Linked DNA regions of Mus musculus: region 1 is linked to region 2. A link is a contact called in public promoter capture Hi-C data. All regions are on one chromosome and are shown on one strand. Each heading gives the region's core, a stretch centred on a gene start, on an enhancer-like site or on the middle of the called end of the contact. The rest is flanking DNA. Distances are from core to core; before and after follow the strand shown. Region 1 has its middle 40 kb from the start of Fabp7. Region 2 holds the start of Serinc1 (serine incorporator 1).

Region 1 (4,964 bases), core at 81-2,580, 210 kb before region 2:
GGGACAAAACCCAGATGTCTCAGCCTGATTTTCCTGGGTCTTCGGGATCTTTGCAGAACCTCATTTTCAATGTTGAACCTTGCTTTTCTCTGTGTGTACCACAATGTGAAACTCAACAATCCACCTATGCAATTCTGGTCGCCACTCGGCACCTCTCATCTGAAATACTTGCCATTCCTTTTGAGTTCAGCCTTCCTCTGTGAGTTCACTCCATTGCCTCATTTGTAGCCTTCACTTATCACAGCTTACTCTGTCATGTGACCCACACTGATGCTGCTGCTCATCATTTGGCTGATCCTGAACGGAGGAGACAGCAGAAGCTTTGTAGGAGCACTCAGAGAGGCAGCCATAGAGGGGGCCCTCTTTTCACCCTCTCTGGCCACTGAAGACCTAATAGCTCTATGAGAACTCCAGAGCCATCCGGAACAGGAATGGGGTGCAATGAAGGGGCACAGGAAGCTTTTTTCCACAAGGAAGGAAGTTCTTATGAGTTCAACTCACTGAAATAGGAGGGCTTATCACCAAGGCAACACAGTGTAACATGTACGCAACCTAGGAAAGTTAGGCAGGCATCAGAATGGAACTAAATGTTTCCATATCTTGGAGAGGTAGTAAGGACTGAGGACTCAGCACACTCGTGTAGAATTAAGCTGTCATGCATGAGCATTGAAGAACTTGCTAATAATACCTTCAGTCAATGCTGAGAAACAAAGTCACCAAGTTTGAGTGTACTTTTCTGGAGATCACATGCAATATGCCCCATCTGTCTCCTCTCAAACTAGAAAAAAACAAAATAAGTAGTTCAGGGAAAATAAAATATAAATTTGTTTGCAAGAGTGAACAGGCCATTATTGCCAGAGTTTTATTCTTTTAAAATATCTCAAAAATAAATCCCCAAATTCAAAGACTATCAAGTCTAGGTTGTTAGCTTTCCTATAACTTCAGTTTAAGAAAACTGAAACTCTAGGAATGTGTAATAAAAGAGTACCTGCAAAGAAGCAAAGTATTCTTTCTCCCTCTTTTGGATTTAGTGATGGAATAACCCAGCCGCTGAGCCTCATTTTCTGCTAATAGGCAGAGTTAACTGATCAGTTCATCCCCCCAGTCTCTGATCATCATGGAGTAATCATTGCCTCACTACCTCCTGGTCCATTTCATAAACTTCCATTTTCTTGAGACAGAGATGTTCTGGTCTGAGGAGTGAGACTGTGTACTTGTTAATTATCACTGGGAGGTGAACACCTGCTCCAGAGACCTACAGACAGCCTGTCTGTGTTAACAGAGAATACTAGCAAAGACTGGCTGGTAACAGGAAGCAAGCAGACATGTGTCATGACCCTGCAACCTTTTGTAAAAGTAGTAAAAGCAGAATTATTACAGGGTGTGGCCCTCAGTGCAGAGGAAGTGAAATAAGTTGTGTCTTGTTTTCTCTACATGTTTAGTGACCTTGTGTGTGTACTTAAATCCCAGCTAATAGGCACCAAGAACAAAAATTATTCATTCAATGATTATAGCAGTACCTTAGAAAGAGATGGTATAGCTCATGAGAACCTGGAGGGGAGGCATAAACAGAAGCAAAAGAAACCCCGGGGCGGAGGAATCCACACTGAATTCTGCATCTGCTCTGTAACTTCAAAAGGACTTTGTTATAAATAAAAAGCATTCTTTTTCTTTAAAAAAAAAGATTTAATTATTATGATTAAGCACACTGTAACTGTCTTCAGACACACCAGAAGAGGGCGTCAAATCTCATTACGGATGGTTGTAAGCCACCATGTGCATGTATGTGGTTTCTGGGATTTGAACTCAGGACCTTCAGAAGAGCAGTCAGTACTCTTACCTGCTGAGCCATCTCTCCAGCCCAATAAAAAGCATTCTTGCCTTTAAACACATCCTCACCGTCAATAATCACCTTAACCTTTTAACTCATTTGTGCCTCAGTTTCTCCTGGTGCAAAACAGGGACAATAGTAGTACCATACCACGGGAGTATATGACTTATAAGGACCCATGTGAATAAAGCTCTCAGAATGATATGTGTACATCAGAGAACTATTATGGAAGTGTCTCTTGCTATCTGGGGAGATGATAGAAGTCCACAGTTTGGCTCTCTTACTCCTATATTCCTTTATCTCTCACTTTTCTCACTTCTCTCTCCCCTCTCCTTTCTCTTTGTCTTCTCCTCTCCTCTCTCCCCTCCCCCTTTCTCTCTCTTCTCTCTTTCCCCTGCATTTCTATAATAAACTCTTAAACCATAAAACAAAAAAGAAGTCCACAGTTTGAAAGTTCCATTTCTGAAGCCAGCCTGCCTTGCTTTAAAACCTGTCTTTGCCTCTTACTGGGCTCATCTTGGGTAGCCATTTTGGGCCATGTGCTCTCATGCATAGGGCTATAGTCAGAACTAATTATGTATGAAGCACTTAGGATAATAGTTAATGCTTAGTGTTAGACATTATGTTCTTCTCATGCTATCACTTGCATGTGTCCTCTCTAGGGAAAATACTCCAGTGGTACCAGCAGCTATACTCAGTGCCTTTAGTCCCCAACAGTTCCTTGCCAAGACTTCTTGGCCAGCATCCTCTTTGTACATTCAACGTTCCCACACAGCACACAGTGAGAAAATAGCTATCTCCTCCACCCCCACCCTGGGAAGACCAGGCAAATCAGTTAACCTCATGTCCTTTCTTTTAAGAGTCCCATTTTCTCACTAAGGAGGCTGTGCTCTGATAGAAGATATTCTGCACTAAGGCAAGAATAAAGACGCCCATTCACATGTTATTCACTTGCCTCAAGCTGCTTTGAGAGATCCAAATAAGTCTCAATTGGCAAATAGTGCTTCTAACTTGAAAGGCATCAAAGGCCTATTTGAATCTTAAAGTTTTACACAATTCAGAATTGTTTGTAATTTGATTTTAATAAAAAAAAGCATTGTGCACAACCGTATTAAATTAATAAATAAAATCTAGCTGGTTGTGTTGCATATAAGAAAGAAACTGTTGAATAGAAAAAGCCGTAGCCTTTATACATGCCTAAGTTTATTTTAAAGATGCACTATAGCTCCCTCTCCTGGCACCTAAGTTCAATAGTGTTCCCTAAAATTGAAAAGAAACCAGTAGCCAGATTAGAGTACTTTATTATAGTCCGATAAGGCATCTTTTCAGGGAGGGGTGTGTGTGTGAAAAACTGTAGTTTGGTGATTCCACCCCTGCCCGCTTAAGATAATCCCCACCAACACACAGCAGCATTAGTAAAAACAACGCAACAACAACAAAAATAATCTGGAAACCTAGGGCAATCTGGGCAGATTGGCTTTGATGTGTTAGCGGTAGAGTGACATCGCCACCTGGTGTCCATTTTATGAATTTTCATACATAAGTATTTAATTTTGTGAACATGTAAGCAAAATAATTTACCCAAGAAGCAATATCATTTACCCAATTTTAGGTAGAAATCCACCCAAATCCACACAAACTGGCTGCCTTGCTCTGTCCCTCTTAGTAGCCACCACACTGCGACATCGAAAAATTGATAGGAAAAAGTAAATCCCCGTTATTTTAAATCCAAATCGATTAAAAAAAAATAAAACAGGAATATCTGAACGTCTATTTAGTGCGCTGGGAGCTCTCACAGAACTGCCAAAGTCAAGTCCATGGAATCAAAGGAGTAACAAGCCCTTTGTTCTTAATATCTTACTCTCTGAAGAGTGGCTCCCCAAGGCCTCAGCAGCTGGGCTAGCCCACACCTTGGAGAAGCTGCGCAGTCACATGTGCCCCTCCAAGGCACATGGAACAGAACACATGCGCTCAATATGCTCTGATTTCAAATTTTTGTCAGTGGATATCAGATTGTTTGTATGCTGCTCCTGTTACAGTCTGCAGCTTGGCCGTCCCCCGAAGGGTTCCCTCATCAGAGCCATGGTACTATTCAGAGTAGTGGGAGGTAGGATCTATGATGGAATCTACAGTGAGATGAACCGGTCTTCCAACTGCATGCTCCCACCATGACCTTGCACAGAAACCTGTGAAATCACAAGCACACCTTTTCAGTCTCTCGGTTATCACTGGTACTTCCGTTGTAGTACTCCAAAGGTGCCCAATACTGTCTCAGAATGTCTCTGTGTTCTATTCACTGTCGCGGGAAGCCCCAGGACACACACAAAGGTTAAGTCTGGGAGTAGCACTTTATCTCTCTCCCATCTAGACACTCATCCTTGTCTCCTACAAGTATGGTCATCTACCCAATCTGTGGGTTTACCACAGATTTTCCATTTGGTTCACATTCTGAAAATTAATGATAAGTTAAATGATTATTGGGTTTGTCATCTAAACTCTTTTGTGGGGGGGAGAGAGAGGAGGAGGAAAAAGAAAGAGGAGGAGGAGGGAAAGGGAGAGGAGGAGACCCAAAAGATATGTACTATAAAAAGAGAGAAAACATAAACAAGAGATTAAAAACAAAATATCATGTTAAAATTAAAAAGAAAAGGAGAGAGAAGAGGAGGAGGAGAAAGGAAGGCGGGAAGAAAGAGAGAAAGAAAGAAAGAAAGAAAGAGAGAGAGAGAGAGAGAGAGAGAGAGAGAGAGAGAAAGGAAGGAAGGAAGGAAGGAAGGAAGGAAGGAAGGAAGGAAGGAAGGAAGGAAGAAGGAAAAGCAAACAAATAGCTCTAATATGATTCTCCTTGTATATAGCTTTTCGGTTTCGCTAGGATTCAGGCCGACTGAATAAAACTCTTGTCTGAATGAATATGGACAGTGTGGCCTTTTGGTTTAAGAGAAGCAGTGCACACTCTGGTTCAGAGTTCTGTCCTGACTCTCCGTGGATGCTGTGTGAGTTCTCAAGGCCACCCTCGGAATTTCCTTTATTCACTTGTGGAAATCAGAAGCAACAATTTTGTATGAATATTTCCCTGAAGCATTAAATAGCTTTCTCGTGTGCTTAGCAAACACCATTTCCCCAGGAGCACGGGCTC
Region 2 (5,526 bases), core at 2,370-4,869:
GGGACTAATTAAATGTTTACATTAGGGATAACAAGCCCTGCCTAGGATCAGCCTAATGTCAGGCAAGAAATTCACACTTTAAGGTTAAAAGCATCAGGGGGTTGTTAACTCTTGACAGGCCTTAAGAGTAATGCGCTATCACAGAGCTCTAAATTTTTAGGTCTAGTAAAACTTATCTTGTCTGGAGAGTTTCCCCTTATCAGGGTAGTATATCAACTATACTTGACATAGAATGTAGCCTGTAGTAAAAGATTTCTATCTCAGTGAGACTTTTAGTCTCTATCTACAGACAGCTGAGTAAATGACAGATGTTTATATTGTTTTATGATGGGGCTAATTAGTTACTGAATAGGTTAAGCTCCTTGCTGCTATCTAGAATCTAAGAACACTGGAAAAAGGCTTTAGCTATGTTAGAATACAGTCTTAAAAGGCATTTACTATAAGGTAATACTATATAGAGTGCACGTGAATCTATACACTAGATTAATGTGGTGGAAATTTGAATATAATGGGTTAGGGAAAGAGATGCCATAACTCTGGGAGGAAAATTTCCCTGGACTCTTATCCTCGTGAAACAGCTTCCAGGCTTTTCACCTGACAAACCGATCCAAACTGGAGAGTTGGCTTTTGCCAGAATATCCAGGAGGAGAGTCCTAGAAATTCATTTCTCATGAGCAGCTTTTTGGCATTTCTGCCTCACAAGCTGACTCCACCAGAGTATCCTGACATAAGCTCAGACCAAGGAATGTTTCTCACTATATTTTTTCTAAAATATTCATATTTAAAATTTATACAAGGCCATCCACAATGTAATTATTATTAAATGTATAAATTATTATTAAAATAATAAAATAGGTAGATAGTCCAGCTGTAATGTTTTTAAAGGCTTGAAAAGGAACTTTATCTAGAAGAGTATATCTCATTGTTCAATAAGCAAAGAAAAGTTGTCAACATTATCAATGATCAAGGGTGTCAATGGACAACATGAAGAGTTTCATCTTTTCCATAGTAAATGTGATAAATTTGTGTTATCCAACAGTAGGGCAACACAAACACAAGTGGAGAAGAGTGCTTTGAGAAAGCTCATTTTAAGCACAATTTGCAATGTGATGGCACCAAATTGAAGCTATAACAGCATAGATTGTTGGCTATACGCTAGCTGTTTTCATTTCTAACAAGAGAGCAGGCATAAATACAACCAGAAACAACTTTATTTGTAATGTTTTATTTCTTGAGGACAAAAAGAGTTAATGGTCATGACATTTCTTATCTTACTATGCTTCTAAAATGTTTTGAAAATGTTTAGTTTTTTAGTAACATAATTTCCTCTTTTTGACATTTTTGATATTTTTGATATTTAAGTATCTAGTAGGCATCCATATGAATCATTTTGTGTGTGTAAAATTCTTTCTTGAAAAAAAAATTACTCTCATGCCATCAGTCTCTCCCCTGCTACTACATAATTGCAGAATCTCTAAAACTTGTTCATAGAAGTCATACTTTTTATAATTAACATATCACTCTATTACCAGACATAGCAAACAATGTTCTCACATAAATTATTATACATCTGCGGAAAAGACATGACAGATACCAGAAATTACAACTGACTAGGAGTTCTCTACATGAGCAATACATATTAAATGATATCTGGGTCTCCTTCATAAGAGTATCAAATTTCTAGGAAGAAAACTTCATTTTATAAGTTAGCTGATTATATCCATCCCACAAATATAGACAAGAAAATATAAAGGAACATGGAGACATCACCTGAGAAACTGACGCAACCCATTAGGTGGAGGCTGTATCCAACCTAGGTTGGCAAATCACAGACAGTGGTAATTTTGGTAGGGAAGAAAGTAGAGAAAATAACCTGTGTTGATTTTCTATGGACTCCTGTATATGGTGCTAGCATTTGCACTTGTAAAAACATGTGTCATATAATTTAACCCTTACAGTTCTATAGTTGAATCTTATACCCATATATATTAATAAAGACACTAAGCTTTTGAGAAATCAAGCATCTTACTAATGGTGTCTTGTTTTCCCTCCCTCCCTCCCTCCCTCCCTCCCTCCCTCCCTCCCTCCCTCCCTCCCTCCCTCTCTCCCTCCCTCCCTTCTGTTTTTGCAGTGATAAAATACTCTCATCAAAGAAGCTTAGAGAGTGAGGGCTTATTTTAGCTCGTAAGTCAAGGTTATAGCCCATCACAGCTCTGTTCACAATTAAGGCCCATATCAATTAGAGTAACCAGGATGATCCTGCATAGGCATGGCCAGAGATGAACCTAGATTCTGTCAAGTTGACAATACTAACTGTAACAGCTAGTGTCTTCACAACTTATACTGAAAACAGAGTTTTACACTTGGGCGAAAGAGTATAGAGGTCACATTATCAATCAGAGGAGGTACAAATAGCCTCTACGTGATAGTTTATGTCTTGAAATGTTGGGCTCTACTTTCAGGACTCTTGTAACTACAATGGTTCCCAGTCTTCCATATCTATCTCCAACTACAAATGGACTCACTGAACATTTTGTAGCTCTGTGTGTTCTGTTTTTTTCTTTTTGTTTTTTGTTTTTTGTTTTTTGAATCTTGAACTTCCAAATACTAGGGAACGGATACCAGAGACTTTACAGATTTGCATGCTCAAAACACACAGGCTGATTATCTTCTGTTTTCAATTTTATCCCCACTCTTTGGTCTGTGTTAGTTAACAGTTGTAGTTCTGCCAGATTGATAAGGGTTACTCCACCCCTCTATATGCGTTTTTTGTCAATTTTATGAGACATCTTTATTTTAAAATATTTATAGTAATGGGTATTTCAAAGTGATGTCTGTGTACCAAACTCTTCTCATGGAATGTTTTCAAGGGCAAATTACAGAAAAATAAGAATCGACACTTTTCTATGAACACAGCCCAAACATACACATCAAAACAAGGATGTCAATTGTATGTCCGGATAGCTGTTAATAAACCCCTATACTATAATAAATGTCTTAACTAAGTGAACCCTTTTTCAAGTACATGTTAAAATGTGTCTCAATAGTAAACAAAAGAACGGAAAGGCCCAAACTTGCGGGGGAAATACACACACACACACACACACACACACACACACACACATACACACACACACACACACACGCGCGCATATATATATACGGACACATATATATGTACACACAGATATATATTATATACATATATACATACATATATGTATATATATGATATATAACATACATACACACACACACACACACACACACACACACACACATATATACACACACCAGTGAAACTTGTTCCACATAGTGGCTGCAGGAGTAAAATATGTATGTTAGTAGAACAACAACAAAGAAAACAAAACTAAAAAGGGGACTTTAGTGGAAATGAGATGGCTAAATCCCAAGAGGAACCAAAAAACAGTAACAGTAGCTCTTCTAACGTCCAAATTCAAGACAATGACAGAGGCCTTCCCTAACACAGTCTTCTTTACTTGGCAAAGTAGGCCCACTCCATGAAGCCACAAATCTAGCATCGCTGAAGACCACGCCCTTCCTCTCGGCGCATTGCGCACGCCCGGCAGCAGTCACCGGGTCCAGGTCTGAGCGGAAGTGACGCACGCGAAGCTGAGGGGCTTGTGCGTCTGCGCCGGAAGTGCCTGCCAGACAGTAAATAAGCCCAGAAAAAGGACGAAAGAAGCTGTCTCCATCTTGTCGGCACGCGCCGAGCTGGTGACGCGGCGGCGATGGGGAGCGTTCTGGGGCTGTGCTCCGTGGCGAGCTGGGTAAGGCGACCTGGGGCTCGCGGCCCGTGCGAGCTGGGTTTATCCGCCCTCCTCCGGTCTTTGCGGCTCCGCTTCGGGGCTGGAGCCTAGTGAGGGTGAGGCCGGGCGGAGCGGGGCGTCTCCCGAGCAATGGCTTTCTCTCTCGTGGGAGCCTCGGCCGTCGCCGTTCCAGCTCCTTCCTCCCACGGGCACTGAGTTTCTCCTTGTCACCCCGATTCCGGCGACCTCGCACTGCGGCACTGTCATTCCCGGAGGCCTCTTTTGTTCTGACACGCAGCCGCCAGGGAGTCGGGCCCGTTATTTGGGACATCTCGACAAGTGTCGACGTAGTCTTACCGGGTTTTTTTTGTTCTTGTTTTTAATACAGAAGTCAAATTCCCTTACTACGTACCTTTTTCGGTTTTGTTTGCTTTGATTCTTATATTTCCAAATTTATGTTTCTAGAAAAGGTGTTCAGGTCTGTGGGTACTGATTTTTTTTTTTTTTGACGTAAAACATGAACGTGCAATCTGAAAGTTGATGCTATAGGAAGGGTATGTTGCATTTTCGTGAGGCAGTACAATCCTCTAGAACAGTGGCAAGATTTCGTAAACCAGATGGCACAGATGACCCCGTTCTCTAATAGACAAAACATTGGCAGAGCAGTTTATAATAAAAAGCTTCATTGCTTTGGGTGAGGTATTTGGATTCAAATCTTATTCTTTGGCCAATGATTTCTAAGTTTAACTCGGAACAATCTTTTTTAACTAAATCATCCCTTTGTGTATATGTAACCAATGTACTGGCTAGTTTACATGCCTCATCATTTGAAAACTGCTTTGGTATGATATGACGAGAATTATGCTTAGTTTTTACTCAATACTGTTTGTAAGTCCAATGAGCTATTCCCTTATATTTTGCTATTTGCAGTTGGATAAGGAAATTTGACCTCGGAGAGCCTAATTGAGTCTGTTGACCCCTTTATACAGAAGGCAAAATTAAGTGTAGTAAAACTTAATAAATAGGAGCTGGGGAGATGACTCAGCTTGCTGCTTTTGCTAGATTATGGAGTTTAGTTACCAGCACCCACACATTCGGCAGTTCACTGCTTGTAACTCCAGTTCCAGGGAATCTCACACCCCCTGTCTACTCTCCACTGACAGTTGGCTCCCATGGGCACATACTCCCACACATAAGACACATATGCATACACATAACAATTGTAAGTAGTTATTATAAAATGTTTCCTTGGTTTGTTTGTTAGGATGTTGAGTTATTTAATTTGTAATACTAGAATTAGCTTGGTTGTGGTGTGGGCACACAGCAATTCCATTGAGACCATAGAGTTAGAGGGATATGAATTCTCCATTTTATTATTTTCCAGTTTAGTTTTGAGCACTGTTGTTGTTGTTGTTCTCTTTTGTCTTTTTAAGTTTTAAGGAATTTTTGTATATGTGTGTTTTAAGTCAAAATAGCTTTGGAGAACACCATTGGATACATTGCATGACTACATCTACAACTTAGATTGACACTTTTGTTCACGAAAGGAATGTCTTTGATGAAACTGGTGCTGTCTTGCCAGCATCATTTTATTATACCTAGGTACACTGAAGAGGTTGCAACAATAGCAGGGTTAGGTATGACTGGAACTAGGGGGCAAGTTGTTCATCATGATGCACCTTTCTTCTGACTCATCTGGAGGTTCATGGTGTGAAGTTTGAATCATACCTTTTGTTCAGTGTGCTCCTTTTAACTA

What was found. Promoter capture Hi-C pulls out the DNA fragments that hold promoters and counts their contacts.
Region 1: a contact with region 2 is called in a promoter capture Hi-C map of macrophages, with 6 read pairs. The contact joins the enhancer-like site here to the promoter of Serinc1 in region 2. A contact is called at or near these places in 5 of 39 promoter capture datasets (the 3T3-L1 cell line, the HPC-7 cell line, hippocampal neurons and 2 more), 6 of 484 Hi-C or Micro-C datasets (CD4 T cells, CD8 T cells, cerebellar granule neurons and 1 more), 3 of 115 datasets of contacts at active chromatin or transcription factors (astrocytes, bone marrow-derived macrophages and memory CD8 T cells) and 3 of 9 other capture datasets (adipose tissue, liver and macrophages).

The regions. Positions count from the first base shown.
Region 1 is chr10:57,742,032-57,746,995 of GRCm38.p6, reverse strand. No RefSeq gene overlaps it. Among named protein-coding and RNA genes, the nearest start is that of Fabp7, 40 kb to the left of the region's middle. Within about 2 kb of position 1,330, at least 58 of the 459 cell types and tissues checked have an H3K27ac peak or open chromatin away from gene starts, as enhancers often do. A contact at or near this core is called in astrocytes, bone marrow-derived macrophages, cortical neurons and 2 more, where this site is marked.
Region 2 is chr10:57,530,622-57,536,147 of GRCm38.p6, reverse strand. Serinc1 (serine incorporator 1) reads left to right here and starts at 3,619. Exons shown (of 9, transcript NM_019760.3): 1 at 3,619-3,791. The coding sequence starts at 3,753.